2 separate regions of the Sus scrofa genome follow, and region 1 is linked to region 2. Evidence: chromatin contacts called from public Hi-C data. All regions are on one chromosome and are shown on one strand. The core of a region is the stretch at or near the end of the contact, and the rest is flanking DNA. Distances in the headings are between cores, read along the strand shown. Region 1 overlaps CTNNBIP1 (beta-catenin-interacting protein 1). Region 2 holds the start of LOC110261093 (a long non-coding RNA gene).

The links. Hi-C and Micro-C count contacts between places; a contact is called where the count stands out from the background.
Region 1: a Hi-C map of skeletal muscle shows a contact between it and region 2, with 7 times the contacts expected there. The contact joins two enhancer-like sites. A contact is called at or near these places in 4 of 47 Hi-C or Micro-C datasets (blood, embryonic fibroblasts, heart right ventricle and 1 more) and 1 of 2 datasets of contacts at active chromatin or transcription factors (skeletal muscle).

What each region holds. Positions count from the first base shown.
Region 1 is chr6:70,198,329-70,204,305 of Sscrofa11.1, forward strand. The region is part of intron 3 of CTNNBIP1 (beta-catenin-interacting protein 1); the gene reads right to left. Among named protein-coding and RNA genes, the nearest start is that of CLSTN1, 36 kb to the left of the region's middle. Within about 2 kb of position 1,368, at least 14 of the 83 cell types and tissues checked have an H3K27ac peak or open chromatin away from gene starts, as enhancers often do. A contact at or near this core is called in skeletal muscle, where this site is marked.
Region 2 is chr6:69,910,820-69,916,693 of Sscrofa11.1, forward strand. It overlaps LOC110261093 (a long non-coding RNA gene), which reads right to left and starts at 183. Exons shown (of 3, transcript XR_002344885.1): 1 at 1-183. Within about 2 kb of position 3,247, at least 9 of the 83 cell types and tissues checked have an H3K27ac peak or open chromatin away from gene starts, as enhancers often do. A contact at or near this core is called in skeletal muscle, where this site is marked.

The sequences.
Region 1 (5,977 bases), core at 118-2,617, 290 kb after region 2:
TCCGTCCTGCTGGGCCAGCAGCTCGAGGTTGGGGGCTGTCAGATCAACGGCCTGGTATGAGCAGGACTGTGCCATCGCTGGCCTGAGCGGCCCCTGATGCTCTTCTCTGGGAGAGTGGTCTGCCTCTGCCGGGGTGTTGGGAGGTGGGTGCAGAGGTGCGCAAGGGCTTGGAGGCCCCTGCTCTCAGCTCAACAGGACAGGACCCATCACGCCAAGGCGGGTGAAGGCAGCCAGGCGCAGGCCAGAACCAGATGCTGTAAGGAGCGGCCAGCTCTGCTCTTCAGCCCCACCCTCACCTTTTCTTGGGGTTGTTTTTTGTTTGCTTGTTTGTTTCTTTTTTGGCCATGCCCTAGGGATGCGGAGGTTCCCAGGCTAGGGACTAAAACTACACCACAGCACTGAACCGAACTACAGCCGCGACAACACCAGGTCCTTAACCCACTGAACCACTGGGGGAGCTCCTGGATGCTTTTTTCTTTTTCTGTGATGCAGGTTCTCACATACCAAGTCCTTCTGGTTGAGTTTTCAGTTGGATTCAACGTATATGAGATTTTTTTTGGTCCAATGTTACTATCACTAGGTTCCAGGGAATTCTCATGGAAGTGTTGATTAACGTTAAAAATGATTAGCTTCCCATCCCACCGGGTGAATTCTCCCGGGGCCTGACTGTAATTTCAGTCCAGAGCTGGTGATCACCTGGCACCTCTGAGAGAAGCCTCGGAGCCGCACGTGGGCAGAGGGGCTCTCAGAACCCCTGGCAGCCGGTCCCCACACAGAGGGAGCCTCGGAGGTCTCCAAAGGACCCGACAGACCCCTGCTCTGTGCCACAGCTGGACCATGGCCAAATGCGAGACGGCACACACAGCAGAGCCCAGCCCAGCGGGGCTCCTGACATGATGTGGACAGATCCGCAGGCAGTTCTAGAACGAGAAGAGGAAGCCGGGCCGACCCGGGTGGGCACAGAGGGTGGCATGGAGGCAGTGAAAGGGCAGGGGCCAGAGGCATGGGCGAGCATTCCAGGAAGAAGGCCAGCTCGTGCCAGCACCCCGACCCACAGGCCGCTGAGAGGGTCAAGCAGGGTGATGAGCAGAGGGGGGAGCCTGCTGGGTCTCTGGAAGTGTCTGCAACGGGTGGCCTTCCCCTTGGCCGCTGGCTCCATGCTGGGTTGCCCAAGACCACAGCTATTTTAACAAGGTCTGTGGTGTAACCCTGAGACCAAATGACCTATTTTAGGCTCTCTGGCAGCAGCAGAGCCTGAGCCGGCAGCCTTGGCTTCCGAGGGGGAAAGCCGGCAGAGCCCTGGGACCGCCCAGCTGGCTCAGGCCGGGGACCTTCCCTGGAAAGTCTCGCCAAGCAAGAGTGTGATCAGAGGCTGGAACAGGCCTGAGGAGCCCCCGTGCCAGCACTGCCGCTCCAGGGCCAAGAAGCAGGGAAGAGAAAGGACGAGGGCTTCCTTAATGAAATGGGCCACGTCTAGACGGGGTCCCTTGCGCCCCGGGATGGCTGGCCCAGGGTCTATACCAGTCACAGCATGAGGGTGGCATTTCCACGGGAGACCGGCCACACAGAGGCCTTTGCCAAGGGCACTGGGGACCTGGAACTGGCCCTTGCAGGGCGTCTGTCCTCTGTGCGGAGCTGGGGCAGGGAGAGACCGGAGCTCAAAGGCGACTAGCACGTTCAAAGGCGCCTGGAGGTGAAGACCCAGAATAACAAGGCAGCAGAAAACCCTTCCAGTGTTTCGTGCCCTCCTGGCACGCTGTGCCGATTGCCTATGTGACGCCTGCTCCTCAGCTAGAACGCTGTTCTGCTTAGAAACGCACATGGCCCGTAAGCCTCTCCTGGACGTTCTCTGCTGGCCACACCCTGGACCTGCATGACCTGTTCCATGGCCTTGAACCTGTCACTGCCCGGGCCAGTTTTCTACTCGTGAAAGTGGGCCTGGGACAGCTCCTGCCTGATTCCCTGGGCTAATGTTATGTGCCACTTGACATGGAACCTGGAAGAAACTCAGTCAATGTTTGCTGTTATAATTAACAGCAAACATGAGAAACCAATGTCCAACAGTAAAAAGCGGATAAAAAAAAAAAAAATGAGGGCACACTGGAGTTCTCTTGTGGCACAGAGGGCTGGGGACTTGGCATTGGCACTGCAGCGGCTCAGGCCCAGATTCAGTCTCTGCCCTCATATGTCACAGGAGCAGCCATAGCATTTTTTTTTTTAAAAGGATATTAAAATGTTACACTGTATGGTCTCAACTTTATAATAGAAATACGTAAGTATTCAAGGGCTGCTGGGAAATTAACAGAAGATAGGAGTTTCTGTCGTGGCTCATTGGTTAACGAAACTGACTACCATCCATGAGGACGCAGGTTTGATCCCTGGCCTCGCTCAGTGGCTTAAGGATCCGGCATTGCCACGAGCTGTGTGAGGTGTAGGTTGCAGACGCAGCTCAGATCCCGTGTTGCTGTGACTGTGGTGTAGGCCAGCGGCTACAGCTCCGATTGGACCCCTAGCCTGGGAACCTTCATATACTGTGGGTGTGGCCCTAAAAAGACAAAAAAAAAAAAAAAAAAAGAAAGAAAAGCAATTAACACAAGGTAACAGTTACTCCAACTATGAGATAGGAATCTCTAAGCTCTTCTGCTGTTTCTAATCTTTCCCAATGACTTTCTTCTTCTTCTTCTTCTTCTTTTTTTTTTCTTTTTCTTGTTTTTTGGCTGCATCCACAGCATATGGAATTCCTGGGCCAGGGATTGAATCTGAGCCTCGGCTGAGGCCTGCACCACAGCTGCAGCAACACTGGATCCTTTAACCCACTGCGCCACAGCAGGAACAGCTAATCCTCCCCAGCGACTTTCCACAATGACTATGCATCCTTTTGTAGCCAGGAAAAATGATCGATATATGTCATGGACAGAAGAGCACTGAGGACAAGAAAGGGATGAGCTCAGCATTCTGTTCAGCCTGCTCTCCTCCCTGGAGCCTACAGCTGGGCCTTCTCAGCGAGGCGACCTTTCCAGAGAAGTATTGACTTCCTCTGGTTCAAAGTCAGTCCTGCCAGGCTGTCAGGTCGGCTTGGCCACCCTGGGGACCAGGAGACAGCACTCAGAGAACTGGCTCCACGTTCCTGCCTTTCCGGAGGACTGTGGGCTCCGAGGCCCAGAGCCCCGTCCATTCATTTACCCAAGGCCACGCCAGGGCCGGGGGCCCAGCCCCACAAATACAGAGGGAAGCCACAGTCTTAAGTTCAAGGAGCTCAGGGTGGGTCAGGAGATGGGCCAGGAGATGGTGTGAGGAGTAGCACAGCCGAGGCACACGCGTGTGGAAGAGATCACAGGAGGGTCTGGCCATGCCTGTGGGAGGGGTGTGTGTGTTGGGGGGCAGTCAGGGCTGGGCAGCTGAGAGGCAAATGCAGGGGCAGACAGGCATGGTCACACACCGCCTGCAATAGGAGCTGAAAGCCACTCACTGTGGCTATTTATGGAGCATGAGGTCACAGTGTGGGGGAAGGCAGGGGGTCCTGCTCTTCATTCTAAGGGGGCTGGATTATTATTATTATTTTTTTTTTGCTTTTTTGCTTTTTAGGGCCGCCCGGGTTCCCAGGTTAGGGGCTGAATCAGAACTACAGCTGCCGGCCTCCACCACAGCCACAGCAACACCAGATCCAAGCTGAGTCTGTGACCTACACCACAGCTCACAGCCACACCAGATCCTTAACTCACTGAGCAAGGCCAGAGATAGAACCTGCAGTCTTATGGTTCCTAGTCGAATTCATTTCCTTCATTTCCACTGCGCCATGATGGGAACTCTCAGAGGAGGCTGGGTTTTATCCTTAAGGCAGTAGGGAGCCACTGAAAGATTTTTTGTCCTTTTTTTTTTTTTTTTTTTTTTTTTTTTTTTTTTAGGGCCGCACTTGCAGCATATGTTAGTTCCCAAGCTAGGAGTTGAATCAGAGCTACATACAGCTGCCAGCCCATGTGACATCCACAGAAACACAAGATCTGAGCTGTGTCTGTGCCCTGCACCACAGCTCACAGCAATGCCAGATCCTTAACCCACTGAGTGAGGCCAGGGATCAAATCCGCATCCTCATGGATCCTAGTCTGGTTCGTTACCGCTGAGCCATGATGGGAACTCCCTGAAAGATCTTAAGTTGGGAAGAGGCCCATGGTACAGTCTTGGAAAGCCACTCTGGCTACAGGCAGAAAGTGCACTGGGGGTGTCGGAGGAGAAATTGAGACGCCAGGAAGGAGCCGCTCACGGTGAAGAATTAATTAACGTGGGCTCAGACCAAAATGGGGGTTCAAACCAGGACGGTGAAGACAAGGCAGATTTGAGGAGCATCTAGGCAGGAGAATCAAGGGCCTTGGTAACCTCCGAGATGCCTGGGGAAGAGTCTGCGATGGTCCCCGGACACTGGGTCCGAGGGGGGTGCTTCCTCAGGACAGAGAATACAGGCAGAAGCACAGATCCAGGGCTGGTAGAGGTCATGACCCTGGATCTGTTGAGTGTGGGGGTGTGGCAGAGCGGGCACTTCGAGGTCTGGAGTCAGGGGAGGGGTCGGGCGGAGGGTGTGTGTCTGGAAGACATGCCCAGAGCTCTGCGGGCGTCCCGGGCACGTGTGTGATCCCAGGAGGAGCATGTGAGGCCAACAGGACAGGAAAGAGTATGGGGACACCAGCATGAGAGGAAGGGGGTGCTCCTGGGGGTGAGCAAGAGAGGCAGAAAGTGGGGGAGGCACGGAGGGGGGAGGTGGAGAGGGAGGAAGACAAAGCCAGGAAAGGAAGGCTTCTAGAAGGAGGCTCTCGAGGGTGGTCTCGGAGCAGCAGAGGCCAGGCGGGTCCGTCCACAGTTCGGTTCGGTGATGGGGGGCACTGGCCCCTCTGCTGGGAGCATCCAGTGAGTCCCTAAGGTGCAGGCCTGTGCCCCAGGGGTTCCAGCACCTGCATGGACCCAGCAGATACTGAAGACATGGCCATGTGGGAAGAGTGGGATGGGAGGAGGCCAGGAGGCCTGGGCGTGAGGCAGGACCACAGTGGGCGAGAGCTGTCCAGCCTGTTCTCTTGCCCAGGCCTGGGGAGGGCAAGCAGTGCTTCTGGTATTGGACCCTCCCAGCCCCAGAGGGGAAGCGTGTGCAGGTCTAAGATGATGGGCAAGGACCCCAGGACGGATGCCACACACTGATCCATTGGTGGGGCAGCCTCAGGCCCCTTTCTGAGGGCAGCTAGACCAGCCTAGGTAGGGGTTGCTGGCCTGTAGGAGGTGAGCGCAGGCATTTGCTGAGGGACAGTGCCACCTAGTGGCAGGAGGCACTCACACCAGGCTTCTGCTGGACCTTCCAGCCCATCACCTGACCTCTCCTAGGTCTTTCTGGGCCTTTCAAGCTGGGGTCAAGCGCACTGGAAGCAATGATCCAGGGCTTTAGCCAGCTGGGCAGCACTGGAGCCCCTGATGACACCACACCCTGTGGCATCAGCTGAGGTCGGCTCTGCCAACAGAGAAGGTGGGTGGACTAGAATTTTAGCTGAGAGCCATGTGGCCCCACAGCGTGGGTAGAAACGTGGGCTCCTGCTCTCAGGCTCGAACCTCCACAGTGGGAGAGGCCAGACTGACTGCTGTTTCACTGGCACAAAGAAAATACAGTATTCCCGGGAAGCTTGTGCAGGCACCGCCCCCTCCCCCTCCGACCGCTCCAGGGGAATTCTCCCTCAGGCCTTTCTGCAGCCCTTGTCCTCCTGCGTGGTTCCGGCAGAAGGGACCCTGGGGCCAGGGCAGACTGAAGGGCACCCCAGCAGCAGAGACCACCTCCCCAAAGAGCCCTCCTCAGGTCCAGGTTCAGTTCCAGGAACCTGCTCCCCTTGGGGAGAGGTACCTGGCCAGCCTGGCTGTCTGGATGCCCCACGCCCATGAGGGCCCGATTCCAGGGCCCAGAAACCACACCCACACATCCACGACTCGCTGCTGCCTGCTCAGCAGT
Region 2 (5,874 bases), core at 1,997-4,496:
TGGTCCTGAGTCATCCTGAAACCCAGTGTCATCGCTATTAACCCTGTAACTCTGAATCGACCTGAAAGTCACAGTGACTCTTACTCATCTCAATGGTTATTGCCTTAAAACAATCAGTAAGGGTATTCTTTTGTTTTTGTTTTTGTTTTTGTTTTTGTAATAGTGTTATCAAGCTATAATTCATGGAGTTCCCATCGTGGCTCAGTGGTTAACGAATCCGACTAGGAACCATGAGGTTGCGGGTTCGATCCCTGGCCTTGCTCAGTGGGTTAAGGATCCGGCGTTGCCGTTGAGCTGTGGTGTGGGTCGCAGACTCGGCTCGGATCCTGCGTTGCTGTGGCTCTGGCCTAGGCTGGCAGCTACAGCTCTGATTAGACCCCTAGCCTGGGAACCTCCATATGTCTCGGGAGTGGCCCTAGAAAAAGGCAAAAAGACAAAAAAAAGAAAAAGAAAAAGAAATTGGTTGGGATGGAAATCCTGTGAAATCAGATTGTTATGATCATTATACAAATATAGACGTGATAAATTTATTTGAGTAAAAAAATAAATAAATAAACAAAAAACAAAAAAAAGCTATAATTCACATACCATACCATTCACCCATCTATTTCTTTTTTTTTCCTTTTTCTTTTTAGGGCCACACCTGTGGCATATGGACATTCCCAGGCTAGGGGTTAAATTGGAGCTACAGCCACCGGCCTACACCACAGCCACAGCAATGCCGGATCCCTAACCCATTGAGCGAGGCCAGGGATGGAACCCACATCCTCATGGATCCTAGTCGGGTTCATTAACCGCTGAGCCACGAAGGGAGCTCCCACAATTCACCCATCTAAGGTGTACAACCCATGGAGTTCCCCCTCCCATCAGGGGACATTACGATGGCTGCCGGCCATGTTTTAGGATCTGGTCAGGGGAAGGTGAATTGGGTTTGTTGGAGCATATTTACAGGCTTGTAATCAAGTCTGTGACTGTTAAGCTATTGCAGAAAAGGCTCCCAGGAAGTTCCCTGGTGGCTCGGAGGTTTAAGGACCAATGTTGTGACTGCTGTGGCGTGGGTTCCTTCCCTGGCCTGGACACTTCTGCATGCTGTGGGCAGGGCAAAAAAAAAGAAAGAAAGAAAGAAAGAAAGGCTTCCAGAAACATCTCCACCGCTCACTACAGCTCACCTTACATGGTGACAGCGATTCAGAGTCAGAGCGCCTGCAGCCAGAGGTAGAAAAAAGGACCTTAGGAGGCTGCCTGCGGGGCAGCTGATTAATTTTTTAACTTTTTTCTTCTGGATTGATTTTTGTTCCTCTTGTTCCCCACTTTGTGGTGACTCTTTTCCTTTTTTTTTTTTTGCTCTTTTTTAGGGCCGCACCCTTGGCATATGGAAGTTCCCAGGCTAAGGGTTGAATCAGAGCTGCAGCCACCAGCCTATGCCACAGCCACAGCAACACCAGATTCTTAATCCACTGAGCGAGGCCAGGGATCGAACCCACAACCCCATGGTTCCTAGTCGGATTCGTTTCCACGGCACCACAAAGGGAGCTCCTTGTTCTCCACCTTGGGGTGGTTTCTTCTTGTTTCATGGCAGGCAGCAGAGCGCGAGGTTGGCTCAGGGCCTGCTGTGCCGGAGGCACCTGCCGGAACATCTCAGTGGGAGGACCCCACGTTCCAAACCGGGGGGGGCGGGGAAGTGTCCACGTGGACATTTCTTAAGGCCGGGAGGGAATGAGTCATGAGGGAGTGGCACCGCAGAGCGAGAAGGACAGGCTCAGGCTTCCAGCCCCAGGAGGTGGCCACAGAGGGGACGCAGGGCCCTCTGGGTTTGGCACCAAGGAAGCCATTGGAGACCTTGGCAGGAGCGGTGTCAGTGGCGAGGTGAGAAGTCAGGCTGAGGGCAGATAAATGGTTTGGCTGAGAAAGGAAGACGACAGGTGATGCCACAGTGGGAGGTAACCAAGGCAATCGGAGAGAAGGGTTTTCAACGATGCTGGTGGGCAGGCGCCACGGCCAACGTCAAGCTCAGTTAAGACACAGAAGATGGAAAAGGAAGACAGATCCCTGGACACTGAGGGGCTGGAAGGAGGGCTGAGTTGGCGAAGCACAGGGGGTTTGGAGGGGAAGTGAAAGTGGGCTGTAATGGTGCTGAGATGGTGGGTGTGTGACACTGTACCTCGTCAGCCTCTTGGGGCTTTAGAGCACAGAGGGAAACTTAGCGGGGACAAATTAAAAAAAAAAAAAAATTAGGATGTTAGCGACCCCAGCGTGGAATCCCCACTGTGTTAGAGAAGCAGTTTGAAACCGCCCTGAAGGAGGTGGGCGAGAAAAGGGGCTGAAGTCGGCACAATATTGAAAATCAACTATACTTTAACTTTAAAAAATAAAGCTTTGGGGAGTTCCCGTCGTGGCGCAGTGGTTAACGAATCTTTGGACTGGGAACATGAGGTTGCAGGTTCGATCCCTGGCCTCGCTCAGTGGGTTAAGGATCCGGCGCTGCCATGAGCGGTGGTGTAGGTCGCAGACGAGGCTCGGATCCCACGTTGCTGTGGCTCTGGTGTAGGCTGGAGGCTACAGCTCTGATTGGACCCCTAGTCTGGGAACCTCCATATACTGCAGGTACGGCCCTAAAAAGACAAAAAAAAATTTTTTTTTTAATTAAAAATAAAGCTTTGGGAATGAATGGTAACCATGACTTTAGACAAAGTCTTTAGACAAAAGGGGCTATGGCGTTCCCACTGTGGCGAAGTGGGTTAATGATCCAGCTTGCCTCTGTGGCTTTGCCGGGTTCGATCCCCACCTGGGGCAGTGGCTTTAGGATCTGATGTTGCCACAGCTGTGACGTAGGTCAGAGGTGAGGCTAGGATTCAATCCCTGGCTGGGGAACTTCCATACACAGCAGATGTAGCCGAAAAAGAAAGGAAAGGCGGTGTGGGGGGGGTGGCAGGGATTGCGTGCAGCACTCTGCTCTTGTTGGTAAAGTTGTCTCTCCCCGAGCCCAGGCTAAGAATCCTGAACCACCTGGATAAATAAAAGAGTACAGAGATGATGGGGGGTGAGAGCCAGTTACAGATAAGACAGGGGCAGTGGGGGAGGAGGCTAGGACAAACCACATGACACTGGGTCAGCGTTGGGAGATGACGCTAGGAACTCGTGTTTAGTTAGCTTACAGAAATGTCAGTGGGTAAATATAGACATCATGGTTATGGGTCTAGCCAGGGGTTATTTATGTTTACACATGCCCTTGGCCCTTGAGAGGCTAGAAGCAACGACACCCAAGTGGCCAGAAACACACACAGCTGGGCTCCTAAGCCCATGCTCCTCTGTAACAGACACCAGGGCTCCTTGGAGAAGGGGCTGAGTCTGGCCTGGGGGAGGAGCCTGGAGCATCTCCTACAGCCGGAAAGTTAAGAAAGTGCTCCCTGACACAAAGTGACAGCACTAAGGCAAAGGGACACAGAGCCAACTGAAGGAGCTCCCCAGGGCAAACGTAGGAACAATTTGAACAAAAACAATCGTATTTCCTAACAACTCAAAGTGGGAAACAAATATCCATGAGTCCATTGTGATACAAATAAATTGAAGACGGCAGTCAAAGGGAAAGAGAAATCTCCCTTATGCGCGACTTCTAAATAATTGATATAGATTTTGTGGTTTTTTTGTTGTTTTTTTTTTTTTTTTTTTGTCTTTTTGCCATTTCTTGGGCCACTCCCGCGGCATATGGAGGTTCCTAGGCTAGGGGTCTAATTGGAGCCATAGGCACAGGCCTATGCCAGAGCCACAGCAACGTGGGATCTGAGCCGCATCTGCAACCTACACCACAACTCACGGCCACGCCAGATCGTTAACCCACTGAGCAAAGGCAGGGATCGAACCCGCAACCTCATTGTTCCTAGTCGGATTCGTTAACCACTGCGCCACGACGGGAACTCCTTCTGTAGTCGCTGGGTGCAGCCCCTGCTTCCTGGGCGGGAGTCATGCTTCACCTCTTAGAGGGATCAAAATCTATATCAGGAGTTCCCATCATGGCTCTGTGGTAACGACGAACCCAGCTAGTATCCGTGAGGATGCAGATTCGATCCCTGGCCTCGATCAGTGGGTTAAGGATCCGGCATTGCCGTGAGGTGTGGTGTAAGTCACAGAGGTGGCTTGGATCTCGCGTTCCTGTGGCTGTGGTGCAGGCCGGTGGCTATAGTTTTGGTTTGACCCATAGCCTGGGAACCTCCATGTGCCACATGTTTGGCCCTGAAAAAAAAGATAAGAAAAGAAAAAAGTTGAACTGTCTGTGGCTCGGGAGTGGCAGGCAGGGAAGGAGCAGACTGAGGGTCAGCCTATCCTTGTGAGCCCACGTGGAGCAGCCACCTGGAGGATACAGGCGCTTGGAGTCAGGCCCAGGTGGGCTCCAGGCTTCCAGCTTCATCTAGAGGAGGGCAGATCAGCAGGGACCAGTGAAGCCAACAGTTCTGAGAGTCCTGCCCCAATGTCTCTTTTCTTTTTCTTTTCTTTTTAGTGCTGCACCTGCCACATATGGAAGTCCTCAGACTAGGAGTTGAATCAGAGCTGTAGCTACTGGCCTATACCACAGCCATAGCAACACAGGATGAGAGCTTCGTCTGCCATCTACACCACAGCTCATGGCAACGCCAGATCCTTAACCCACTGAGCGGGGCCAGGGATCGAACCGGCATCTTCATGGACACTGGTCCAGTTCCTAACCCACTGAGCCACAAGGGGAACTCCTGATTGGTGGTGAGGTAATAGGATGATGTTTCCAGAATCTTAATTATCAGCCTCTGGTTCCCACCAGTCTGGGATCTAGTGTTTGTCAGCCTGTGGTCAGCATCCTCCACTAGGCGGGGTCTTCATTTCTGCAGAATGACTCAAAGATAACATCAGATTGTCCTCTCTGTCCCTTCAGGAGGAACTAGCAGGCCCGGGACTAATTATTAACAGCAGGAGTCTGTTCTTTGGAACTTGGGGAAGCCTAGGAGACTAAAGCTTTTCTTCTATAAACAAGAAACAGGGGACATAGAGTTCCCTGGGGGTGCAGGGGGTGAAGGATCCAGCATTGTCACTACTGTAGCTCGGGTTGCTGCTGTGGTGCAGATTGGATCCCTGGCTGGGAACTTCCATATGCTGAGGACACAGCCAAAAGAAAGAAGGAAAAGGAGTTCCCACTGCGGCTCAGGGGTTAACAAACCTGACTTGTATCCCTGAGGATGGAGGTTCAGTCCCTGGCATTGCTCAGTGGGTTAAGGATCCGGCATTGCTGTGAACTGTGGTGTAGGTTGCACATGCCACTCAGATCTAGCGTTGCTGTGGCTGTGGTGTTCCCCTAGCCTAGGAAACTCCATATGCCATGGGTGCGGCCCTTGGAAGGAAGGAAGGAAGGAAGGAAGGAAGGAAGGAAGGAAGGAAGGAAGAAAGAAAGAAAGAAAGAAAGAAAGAAAGAAAGAGAAAGAAAGAAAGAAAGAAAGAAAGAAAGAAAGAAAGAAAGAAAGAAAGAAAGAAAGAAAGAAAAAGAAAAAGAAAGAAAGTAACAGGGACATGGAGTGGCTTTGGGACCCAGGAGGACTCTGAAGTGTCCTGCTTAGTTTCAGTCCCCGCTTTCCTTAACCACTCCTCGACTCTGAGGGGAACAGGGGATGGGACAAGAAAGTGATTAAAGTTTTGGATAGAGAGGTTAACCTTAAACTCGGCAGGAGAACTTGGCTGGAGGTGGGCTCAGATGTCCTAACCCCCAGAGACCTCAGAATGTGGCTGTATTTGCAGTCAGGGCCTTTATAGATGCGGTTCCCAGTGTGTGGGGTCATAGAGGTGGGCTCCCATTCAATAGATGGACTCCCATTCTGGTGTCCTAAGAAGAAGGGGAGACCCCAGGGAGGGACA